4 separate regions of the Mus musculus genome follow, and regions 1, 3 and 4 are each linked to region 2. A link is a contact called in public HiChIP or PLAC-seq and promoter capture Hi-C data. All regions are on one chromosome and are shown on one strand. Each heading gives the region's core, a stretch centred on a gene start, on an enhancer-like site or on the middle of the called end of the contact. The rest is flanking DNA. Distances are from core to core; before and after follow the strand shown. Region 1 holds the start of Ccdc138 (coiled-coil domain containing 138). Region 2 holds the start of Hsf2 (heat shock factor 2). Region 3 overlaps Tbc1d32 (TBC1 domain family, member 32). Region 4 holds the start of P4ha1 (procollagen-proline, 2-oxoglutarate 4-dioxygenase (proline 4-hydroxylase), alpha 1 polypeptide).

Evidence for each region. Promoter capture Hi-C pulls out the DNA fragments that hold promoters and counts their contacts. HiChIP or PLAC-seq counts read pairs in DNA pulled down with a chosen protein or histone mark.
Region 1: a contact with region 2 is called in an H3K4me3 HiChIP or PLAC-seq map of the 230-238 cell line, with 7 times the contacts expected there. The contact joins the promoter of Ccdc138 here to the promoter of Hsf2 in region 2. A contact is called at or near these places in 9 of 39 promoter capture datasets (the C10 cell line, cranial neural crest, embryonic stem cells and 6 more), 6 of 115 datasets of contacts at active chromatin or transcription factors (the 230-238 cell line, cardiomyocytes, differentiating embryonic stem cells and 2 more) and 1 of 9 other capture datasets (embryonic stem cells).
Region 3: a contact with region 2 is called in a promoter capture Hi-C map of hippocampal neurons, with 4 times the contacts expected there. The contact joins the enhancer-like site here to the promoter of Hsf2 in region 2. A contact is called at or near these places in 5 of 39 promoter capture datasets (cranial neural crest, hippocampal neurons, liver and 1 more) and 2 of 115 datasets of contacts at active chromatin or transcription factors (astrocytes and large pre-B cells).
Region 4: a contact with region 2 is called in a promoter capture Hi-C map of pre-B cells, with 4 times the contacts expected there. The contact joins the promoter of P4ha1 here to the promoter of Hsf2 in region 2. A contact is called at or near these places in 2 of 39 promoter capture datasets (liver and pre-B cells), 1 of 484 Hi-C or Micro-C datasets (B cells) and 2 of 115 datasets of contacts at active chromatin or transcription factors (extraembryonic endoderm stem cells and large pre-B cells).

Annotation. Positions count from the first base shown.
Region 1 is chr10:58,496,641-58,499,366 of GRCm38.p6, forward strand. Ccdc138 (coiled-coil domain containing 138) reads left to right here and starts at 1,297. Exons shown (of 16, transcript NM_001162956.1): 1 at 1,297-1,422; 2 at 2,529-2,573; 3 at 2,722-2,726. The coding sequence starts at 1,330.
Region 2 is chr10:57,485,102-57,487,827 of GRCm38.p6, forward strand. It overlaps Hsf2 (heat shock factor 2), which reads left to right and starts at 1,284. Exons shown (of 12, transcript NM_008297.3): 1 at 1,284-1,500. The coding sequence starts at 1,408. It overlaps 4930467K11Rik (RIKEN cDNA 4930467K11 gene), which reads right to left and starts at 1,252. Exons shown (of 4, transcript NR_045353.1): 1 at 1,082-1,252.
Region 3 is chr10:56,164,615-56,167,314 of GRCm38.p6, forward strand. The region is part of intron 15 of Tbc1d32 (TBC1 domain family, member 32); the gene reads right to left. Among named protein-coding and RNA genes, the nearest start is that of Msl3l2, 59 kb to the left of the region's middle. Within about 2 kb of position 1,312, at least 7 of the 459 cell types and tissues checked have an H3K27ac peak or open chromatin away from gene starts, as enhancers often do. A contact at or near this core is called in hippocampal neurons, where this site is marked.
Region 4 is chr10:59,321,950-59,324,649 of GRCm38.p6, forward strand. It overlaps P4ha1 (procollagen-proline, 2-oxoglutarate 4-dioxygenase (proline 4-hydroxylase), alpha 1 polypeptide), which reads left to right and starts at 1,347. Exons shown (of 15, transcript NM_001316371.1): 1 at 1,347-1,527.

The sequences.
Region 1 (2,726 bases), core at 47-2,546, 1.0 Mb after region 2:
TGGTTGTGAGCCACCATGTGGTTGCTGGGATTTGAAGTCAGGACCTTAGGAAGAGCAGTCTTAACCTTGCTGAGCCATCTCACCAGCCCCTAGGTGGTAGTTTTTAGCAAAAAGTATTTTAAAAAAAGATTACTTTACATATAGGAGTACACTGTAGCTGTCTTCATATAAACCAGAAAGAGGGCATCAGATCCCATTACAGATGGTTGTGAGCCACTATGTGGTTACTGGGAATTGAACTGGGGACCTCTGGAAGAGCAGTCAGTGCTCTTAACCACTGAGCCATCTCTCCAGCTGGCAAAAAAGTATTCTTTAGGCAATGTTTTTATAGTGAGTTTTTTGTCTATTGCTAAAGTATCAACTTCTGTAAGTTAAAAAGTTATCCAGAGAATTTAGGGGCTGCTACAACACATGTCTACTATTTCTCAGTGTTAGTGTATCTCAAAGAAAAACTGAACAGGTAGGAGCTTGTGTGATAAGTTGAACACACCAAGTACTATGTGCTGTTGCATAGCTGGGAAAGAGGTTTCTGTGTTTTAAACGAACATTTTTTCATTTTATGAGGCAGATCACCCGGTAGTTGAGGCAGTTAATTGCCCCAACTGCTTATGACCCTGTAGCCCAGGCTGGCCTCCAGCCTCCACCTTCCCTGCCTATATTCGATTATTTTTGTACCACCTATGGAAACTGGCAAAGGAGTATAATCAGCAGTTAATGCGCTTAGCGCTCAGACATGTCCTGATTTTTCTGTGATTGTAAATCACTTTTGATGAAGAGACCCTGTTTAGTCTAATTTTATGTAGTGCACAGTAAAATTTACCCTGTAGTCCCTGTGGTCTCCAGCCTTGGGGAGCATTCTGGCTCTCTGCTGTGGAGAAGTTATTCGCCTTCCTGCTGGCCGAGCCAGCGCTCTCAAGGGAATCTTTCTTCTCTTCTCCCCCTCCCCCTCTCCCTCTCCCTCCTTTTTTTTTCCTTTTGGTTTTTCGAGACAGGGTTTTTCTGTGTAGCCCTGGCTGTCCTGGAACTCACTCTGTAGACCAGGCTGGCCTCGAACTCAGAAATCCGCCTGCCTCTGCCTCCCAAGTGCTGGGATTAAAGGCGTGGGCTACCACTGCCCGGCAGAACTCACCTTTTTCATGCTTCACATTTATGGCGGGTAAAAGACTTGGAACTGAGAAACTCTAAGGGGCAACCGAGAACTGGGTTGTAGTGTATCCTCCTACCGGCTTCCGGCGTCCTCGGGGGGCGGAGCCAGGCGTCGTGACGTACTGCCCGCCCTGACGTGACTGTGAACCCGGTTTCCCGGGCGACCGCAGTCAGAGACTCACCATGGAGCGCAGGGTGGTCAAGCCACCGGGACAGGATATGGTAGTGGAGCGTCTCAAAAGCCGCTACGGCCTGGCGGGAAGGTGCCCCGTGGAGGTGAGATGGGTGGAAGCCGCGGTGGGCTCTGCTGGGCGGCCGCGGGAGGTCGCTAGCCCTGCCTTCCTCGGGGAGGCTCACTAGAGAGTTCCCGCCCTCGGGGAAACCGCCTCGACGGACGGGGCGTGGCTTTGGTCCTGGTAACCAATGCTGGCGGTGACCAAAGTGCAGCAGGCACGGAAGACACTGTAGTTCCTTCTGGAAAGCATCTTACTCCGAAGTAATTGCAAACTTACAGAAAAGTTGTGGCGATGTGCATTCTTGTAGTCCTCCCTTGAGAGCGCCATTCACCAGGAGAGTCTTGCCATTTTTGAGGCGGGGCCCCCACTGAGGTCTTTGCTAATATCTTGTGAGAGGTCGGCCAGATCACATCTTCGATGAATCCTGGAAGAACAGAAGCGGGAGACCAATTACATACCTCAGTTTGCACGACCAGATTCGGTTTTTTTTTTTAAATCCTCACCCTCTGATAACAGAGTTAGGTGTTTACAGTTCAGCTGAGAAGCCTGCTTGACAGCCCAGCATGGTCAAGGTTATATAAAGCATAACAATGTTGTCTTCAAAAAAATCATCTGAGGTATGGGAACATCATTTACCCTGACTTCTCCAGAAGGTGAGCAAGGTCGCAGGCATTCCTCTGTTCCTTCCCACATTTGCTGGCTTTCCAAAACCCCTTCTTGAGAAATAGCAATATTTCCCAATGTTCCGGTGACCATGACACAAATTCATTCTATCCTCACATAACCTTAATTGAGACTCCAACACATACTCCTCTAGCTTGCTTTTCCTGTGAAGCACATTCTCTTTTAAAGCCTTATTGATATTTTCCAAGAAATTTAGTATTGTGATAATAAACAGGATAGTGTATAGTTTGTACACAGATTACCACAATGATAAAGCATACCCTGGTGCAGATACTACCTGGGGTCCGAACATTACATTTGATTGTGTGTGGTTGCCTTTAATCTACAACAGATGTCCACACCTAGTTTCTTGTAACATTAGTGCTTGCACAAGGTGGAAGACGTGTGTATTAGAATGTCTCTCAGTTTGAGTTTGTCTAACGGATAGCTTCTGATTTGATTCTGGTTTTGTATTCTTGGCAGGAAAACGACATGACTGGTGTGTGGGCTGCTCTGATGAATCAACAGGTACATGCTGTTTGTCTAATTAGTGATGCTGATCTTGGGTTGAGTGGTGCCCCTAGGTTTGTCCATGCTAACCTTTGTAATTATGGAAAAGTATTTTAAGAGAATAGGTCTTAGTGTTTAACTTAAGTGTATCTTTCTCCTCACCTAGCATGA
Region 2 (2,726 bases), core at 34-2,533:
GCAAAGCCCTTGTCACATAAGACCTCATCAAATATTAGTCTTTTTTTTTAAAATCACAGTTACCCCATCATATATCCCCATCATATATCCAAACAGTGCTGTATGACTGTGTTCAGTATATGCTTACTGAAAAAGTTGTCTGTCTGTCTATCTATCTATCTATCTATCTATCTATCTATCTATCTATCTATATTTCTTGCCATTAGCCCAGGATACCTGGAGCTCACTATTTAACCCAGGTTGACCTCCACTGCTCCACAGTTCTACCTCAGCCTCCAGAGTGCTTGACTTACAGATTCCAGACACTATGATCAGCTATTAAGTAACAAACAAAACAAAACAACAACAAAAAAAGTTTTTTAAAAAATCTTTTTTTCAGAGATCCACGTTATTATAGCTACTCTTCACGGGTAGAAAGTCTTATTGTCAATGAAGAAATGGGAAATTTCGCTCAAGAAGCTGTTCCGAATCACATTTTGCCTGAGGAAACCCCTGTGAGGTACATGCAGAACAATCATTTTGACTCAGATACTCTAAAACTAGACTCGTTGCTTTTGAACTGGGCTTATGACAGGCACCTGATGCTTGCTGAGTTGAGAAAAGCATATAAGATGCTCTTAACAGATGCTGGCTCCTAATAGTACACACACACACACACACACACACACACACACACACACACAATAGCAAGTACTTCACAAATAGGGAACTATTATTCATGCTTCAGGTTTTGATAAAACTGTCCTTAAATGAGCTATTTTTCTCCCCATGAAAAATGTATAGAAAAGCTCATTGTCTTTAAGATAGTTTCAACCAGGGGCCTAGCACATCTGCTCACAAGCAGCTCACTGCCCCATGTGATGTATTCCTTCCTTTAGATTGGAGCAAATTACTCTTCGCCGGTCAAACTTATGAGTCAACTGCCCTTGGGCTTCTCTGCACTCTGCCAGCCACAGCCGGTGCACCCAAACCCTTTCCATGCGAATCCACTAAACAAGGTTTCCCTGGACCCAATATCATTCCCTAAGAGAGTACCCTGCCTAAAAGGTAACAGAGAAGGCTGAACCACTCTTGGGCCCACCCCTCCTCGCGGCAGCAGCCAATCGCTTTGCTCTGTAGTGCATCCGAAGCCTTGGATTGGACTCGCTGAGACCGGGCGCGGGAGTAGAGCGCAGGGGTGGAGCGCGAAGCCTTGTCCATCACGTGCGGCCGCGGGGTCTCTCCGCCTTCACCGCGCGCCCCGCGGCGCCGAGGGGGCGGAGCCCGAGATCCGCCGCGCCTGCGTGGTGTGCGTTCCCCGGAGCAGCAGCTGCTGCCACCGCCGCTGCTGCCGCCGCCGCCGCCGCCGCCGCCGCTGCGACCTCCGCGTTCGGTAGTAGAATTTGGAATCCCTGCACCGGGCTAACAATGAAGCAGAGTTCCAACGTGCCGGCTTTCCTCAGCAAGCTGTGGACGCTTGTGGAGGAAACCCACACCAACGAGTTCATCACCTGGAGTCAGGTAGGGTCGGGGACGCGGTGGCCTCGGGTCCCCCTTGTCGAACCGGCTCGGCTCGGCTCGGCTCGTTTCGGCTCGGCTCGGCTGGGCTGGGTTGGGCTGGGCTGGGCTGGGCTCGGCTTCTCCCGCGGCCTGCGGCGGCGCGCGGCCTCCCCACCTCGCGCGGACCCCCGGCTTTGTGTGCGCGGCGAGCCGGGCCCCGCAGGCTCCGTTCTCCTCCGGCCGCGCGCCGTGGGGGAGGGGCGCCCTGGTAACGGTCCCGCCGGCCCGGGGAGCTCGGAACCGGCCCCGGCGGCGCGTTCTGCACACTCATCCTCAGTCGTCTGCTCGCCGCGGGGCGCGGAGGTCGCGGAGCCCCGGGAGAGCGGGCGAGCGGGCTAGTGAGCGAGCACAGGTCTTATCTAAAGAAATCACCTCCGCGGGGATTGCTTGCCCTGGCGTCTGGGATCTTTTATGATGATAATGGGAAAATGTGCAGACTCCGACTGCTCTTGCCTTGAGCTTTTAAATTTTATTTATGTATTTTATTTATGTAGTTTTAACATAGAAATTTCCCAGTTATTGTTTTGAGACTGGGTCGTTTCTTTAAAATAATTCAAGTAAAAGTGCCTGTAGACTATGCTTAGTAACTTAGCGGCTTGGAGTTAAAAACCGAGTCGTTAAATTTCACAGAATAGTTGCCGGCATAGTGGTTTGTGGTTGCCTTGATCAGTTTGATCCAGATCCTCCTTATAAATAAAGATGACCTTAATCAAGCCCGGTATCTTGCCTGGTCTAAGTTATGTGTTAGATTGATGCGTTGCCTAGGTGACCCAAGACCCCCTCCCCCCAGTTCCACACAAAGATTCTTTGCAGAGTGATTCTTTACATCACTTGTGCCTTTCCTTTGCTAGACTCGCAATGCTTGGATTGTTCAAATCTCTTCATGAAGGGGATCGGCTCCTCTTACTGGAGTTGATGACTTATTCAGGGTATTTTCATGTTCACAGTTTTTGAGATGAGTAAGTGGGAAATACCTAGCTATATGTCAAATAAATGTTATCTCCTCCGTTTCATTTGTGCCCTTTTCTGTTGTTAAAACTAGTTTTCACCCTTGCCTGCTTTTAGGAGGTAACAGCAATAGAATATACCTGATATTTGGACAACTATGTCACTGAATTTTTGCTGAGTATTAGTGCCAAGTTTTAAAAATTTCTTTCTAGGATTTAATTTTCGTGTGTATTGTCACA
Region 3 (2,700 bases), core at 62-2,561, 1.3 Mb before region 2:
TGCACTTAATGCCAACACTAACAGCATAAGCTGTCCAGAAAAACACTGCCAATTCTGTGTGGGGGGTGTGTGCTTAACAAAGTCCCGGGACAACCTGGAGATCAGAGGACAATTGCAGCAGTCACATCTCTAGTTCTACCATGTGAGTCCCAGCAATTAAATCCAGGTCATCAAGTTTAGTACGAAGTACATTTCCCTGCTAAGGTATTCCCTAGCCCCCTAATTCCTTTTTACAGCTAGCAAGCTGCTCATGGCTCCAATGTGAAAAACAAAATTTAATGAGCCGGACTCTTTCTAATTGCATTTGCAAACATTCCAACCTTTCTACTAAGGAAACAATCAGGGTACCACACAATGATAATCAGAGGTCACTTTTGGTAGTTTATATCTTGTTTGTCCCACTTCAATGTGACAGAACCTTTCTTTAAAAGCAAAAATACATACACACCCTAGAGGCAGTACCTGGCAAACCCCTGATTTATCCAAATTAATAATATCCATACAAAAACAGAGAACCTATATAAGGATATAAGGCGAGGCATACTAGCACTTTTCTTTTTAGTTTTTCTAATCAGTAACTTTTTTTAATTTTATAAGCTTTGCTACTGAAAACAAAAACAAAAACCTTGCAAATAAATAAATTTGTCACATACCCAAATTACCCAGACTCAAAGTCGATGCTACTTAATGATCTTACATACAGTTAAGGTTGACAGGTTGACGGGGGATCATAGTTCAAGGCTGGATTATATTATTAGTGAGGCAATATTTTAAAAAGGAAATGATTTTGTAGAGGGTTAAGTAATAGATGAAAAGATCTTAGAATTCATGATAGGAGAAAAATGTTCCTTAAAAAAAGAAAAAGATTGTTAAATACTTAACAGCTCCAGTTCCAACAAACTAAAGGCATAATGTCTCTCTTTCCTCCATAAATTCAAAAAATTCATAAGTAAAACTAGTTTTTAAATGCATAAAAACCCTCCAGGAGAAAGCAAATGGGAAAGATAATGGGAAATTTTGGACTTGGAATGCAGAAGAGCTGAGTAAACCTAGAAAGTGCCAGTGGCCAGCCACAGTGCAACAGCTAGATTCATCAGACCTAGAAGTCTGATGAACTAAGTATCTCTGTGAGTGGGAACAACCAAACAACACTGAAAGCATGCGTGCCTAGAAGGAAGTTTATGGAAAACTATAGCCTCCAGGTTCCATTTAAAATTGCAAGCTGCCAGCCCTGGGACTTCTTGGAAGGCACAGAAATCAGGAAACAAGAGGGAAGAGCAAATCAAAATGCACACACTGAGGCCTGAGATCCAGCACCGCGTCAACACTAACTCCACTGAGATGTGTGGGTGTTCAGGCACAGGACTGCAGGAGGCTTCTGTAAGTGTGGGTGTTCAGGCACAGGACTGCAGGAGGCTTCTGTAAGTGTGGGTGTTCAGGCACAGGACTGCAGGAGGCTTCTGGAAGGTTTTTTCCAGTAAAATTCCATGCATTTTCAACAACAACAACAAAAAAAGTAATGACCACAAGCGACAACTGCCTTTGTAATCCTTACCAACAATTGTTTTAGACACCTAAGGGGTAATAAACCAAAACAACAGATTAAAAACAAATGAGGGGAAATGAGAAAGTATGAGGTGAAATGTCATTATCCACAGAGGTGAAAAAATTTACTCTGCTCTAAGAGCAATAAGATGTTCTGCTTTTAACACACCCACTCACCCACTCACTCATATAGGCACACACACACACTCACATATGCACACACATACACTCATATATGCACACACTCACATATCCACATACACACACATATGCACACATGCTAATACATACTCACATATATATAAACACTAACAAACACATATATGTTGTCATATACACTCATATATACATACACTCGCATATGCACACACATACACTCATATATGCACACACTCACATATCCACATACACACACATATGCACACATGCTAATACATACTCACATATGCATAAACACTAACAAACACATATATGTTGTCATATACACTCATATATATATACACTCACATGTACACACACATATGCATGCATACTTACATATGCACACAAAAAACTCACATGTATGCATACGTGCACACACAAACATGATCAGCCCAGGAAGATTGTTCGGTAGGCAAAAGCACTTGCCATGTGAGTGCTATGCCCTTAGTTTGATCCTCATAATTCTATCAATATATAAGAACAAAACGAACTTTATAACGTTCTCATTTGAAACCCACAAATGTACCATGGAACATGCATGTCTGTGAGTACAACCATGTGTGTGCATGCATACACACACACACAATGCACACACACACACATGTACAAGCATATATGTAAACTAAATCAATAATATCAAAATATGATTTTCTGGAAAAAGCCACAAAATTGTTCAGTTTTAAGTTAGTAAAAATAAGAAGAAGAAGAGAAGAAAGAGAAGAAGAAGAAAAAGAAGAAGAGGAAGAGGAGGAAGATTAATAATAAGTAAAAAACACTAGCACCAGAATGAGAGGTTACATTTCTCACTACTGATTCCAGGCACTATCAAGATAGCAAGAGTGCATTATTGATAACATTAAACTATGTATAGATAAATAACTACATCATTTCTCTATAAAATACAACCTGCTAAATTCCACACGAAAACTCTCAACAGGTCTACTGAAGAAATTA
Region 4 (2,700 bases), core at 97-2,596, 1.8 Mb after region 2:
GAAATCGTCCTACAAAAACATTTTTGGCTCTACTGCTCCTGACTAGACCCACAGAGCCACACTTTTAGAAACCATTGCTTTCAGACGCCTGAAGCTCTTTGTCTCTCTGTCCCAGATAAGTGCCAATCAGTTCCATACTTTAGCAAGCAAGGAAAACTTTACAGTTTTAAACGAGTAACAAATGTTAGAAAAGTCTTTCTTTCCCTGACAGGAAGTAAATTATCTCTGGCATTGTCCTTATTGCCAGTAACTAAGGTTCTCTTCTTTTAGATCAAGACTAAACTCAAACACAGTTCGTGCCTTATATAGTGTGCTCAGTAGTATTTTTTTAAAGATTTAATTTTATTCATTTTAACTATACGTATGTGTCTTGTGTGGTTAAATACCGGTGTTCTTGGAAGCCCAGAGTTGTTGATCTGCCCGACCTGGGGTTTCAGGATGTTGTGAGCCACCACCCAGCACGGTGCTGGGAACTGAAATCTTAGCTGTGTGTGCCACATCTCCAGACTTACTGTTGTTGATGCTTGTTTCTGTGCTGGTTTGTTTGAGGCTAGGTAATAAAGTCTAAGGCCTTTTTTTTCCATGTTAGGTAAATGCTCAAAACCCAACATCCTGGTACACCCCCTCCCCAGCCCCATTATATGTTTCCATGCTCTTCCTGAATCCTAGGCATGTGCTAAGTAAGTGCTTTTTCATTCATTGTCTCATTGTTTCTCACAGCAAGCCTAGGGCCTAGGGAACAGATAATATTGTATTCCTTCTTTGCAGATGTAGCACCCAAGATACAGGGAAGTTAAAATCTAACTTTATACAGAGTGGGTTAGGATTTAACCTCAGATGACACTCAATTGTCATCTATTATTCACCCATAAAGTATGCGGGTGGGAGATTAAGCGAAATCCTCGTGTTCAAAAGTGTAAAAAAGACGCTTATTAAAGCAAAAACCCCTGTGGGCCAAGCCAGCCCCGACAGTCACCCCGGATACACCGTCTTGTTTCCCACTCCACACCTCCACTTTATTTCCTAAATTCTTATAAACTTCTCCTAATTTTGCACAACTGTCCTTCCTGATGGCTTCGATGGCTCTGAGACCCGCCGCTGACCCTGAAATGAAGGCGCTAAATCCTACAGGAACCCGGGCGGGGGTGGTGGTGGAAGCCCCATGGTAACCACGGGAACGGTGGCGTGGCAGGAGCTCTGCGCAGGCGCACTGCGTCCTCGCGTGGGCCAGCCTAGGCTTGGAACACCCCGGGCCTGGGCGACTCCCGGGTGGGTGGGAGGCTCGCCGCAAGCGCCTGCGCAGTGGCGCGGGAGCTGGTGTGACAGAGCGCACGTAGCGAGGGCTGCGGCCGCCCCCTCTCCGGCGCGCCGGCGCGGCAGGGGAATATAAAAGGGACGCCTGGCTCCCTCTACTGCCCAGTCGCACTGCCAGCAGGCTGAGGGCGGCAGGGAGCTAGCTAGCGGGGACTGCAGGCGACAGGACTGACCCGAGCCGAGCTGTCGCCTTCCTCCCGGCCCGCTATCCAGGTGAGGCGCTCCTCCGATCTTGGAGACGGATGCGGGGTCCCCGCGGGCAGCCGGGGTCCCTTCGCTCTGGAGTGGGGCTCAGCCCTTCTCACAGCCGCCCCCGGGTCTCCCCGAGAGGACCCGGCCCCGCACCCCCGAAGTCAGGCCGCCCCGGCGCTCTCCCAGCTTCCCTCGCCGTCCCCCCACCCCCGTCCTGCCTCTGGCCGGAGCGGCAGCAGCGGCTTGCGCCCCGCCCCAGCACTAGGACCTTCTTGAATGTTCCATCCCGGGCAGCCAGCCTCCCTGATGACTTGTGCAGCGGTACCTCGTCCGCCCCACTAAGCCGGGGGAAGGCGAGGGCGGACGGGCGGGGGTCTGGGCCGCCCGAGCCGCAGATGGTTAGCATGTGGCAGTGGAGAAAGCAGGCAGCGCTTGCAGCCGGGGGCTGAGTCTCTCCGTTTCGATCGCTCTTCTTCTCTTTTTCCTTTTCACTTTTGGAAAGTAAAGCTGGGAAGTGGGACCTACTCAGAAGTTAGGACTGAACTTGTCTGTTGCGCTTCTCGGCGTTGTCTCAGCAAGTAGACATAGCCCGGGGCGCCGAGTTTAGCTGAGAAGTTGCTGTCATTCACAGTTGGGGAAGCTGGCTTCTTCCTTCCTCTTCATCCCAGTGAATCACTTAAGGACACACGCGTCTGTCTCTGTATTTCTCTCTCCCTCTGCTCCTTCTTTCCTCCTGGTTTCCAATCTTGCCCACCTCCTCTGGTTCAGCTCACCCTGATGATCCCCTTTCCCTTTTCGTCTTTCACGCTCCCCTCCTCTTGCAGGGTCAACAAGTCAGTCCATTTTGGCCAAACCTTCTATGGTTGTGTGAGACTTTTAAACTGAATTTTGTGATTGACCCCAGATGGATGTTCAGTGTGGGGAAGGATGGTACGGTTAAATACGAGGTTGTTTCTCCTAGAGAGTGGGAATTTGGTACAAAGGCAGGCTTTCGGACTTAACATCTTCAGCTGACCATCCAAAATGAGGACTCTTGGGGTATTGCACCGTGGTTTATAGGGAAGAGCCTCCACAGAAAGGGATAGACAAGCTCCTGGGTTCTCTTTTAGGAAATGATTTTTTTTTTTTTTTTAATTAAAAGGAACCTGCCAGGTTCGACTTAACTCGAGAGCCATGGCTCTTGGACTTTTTCCT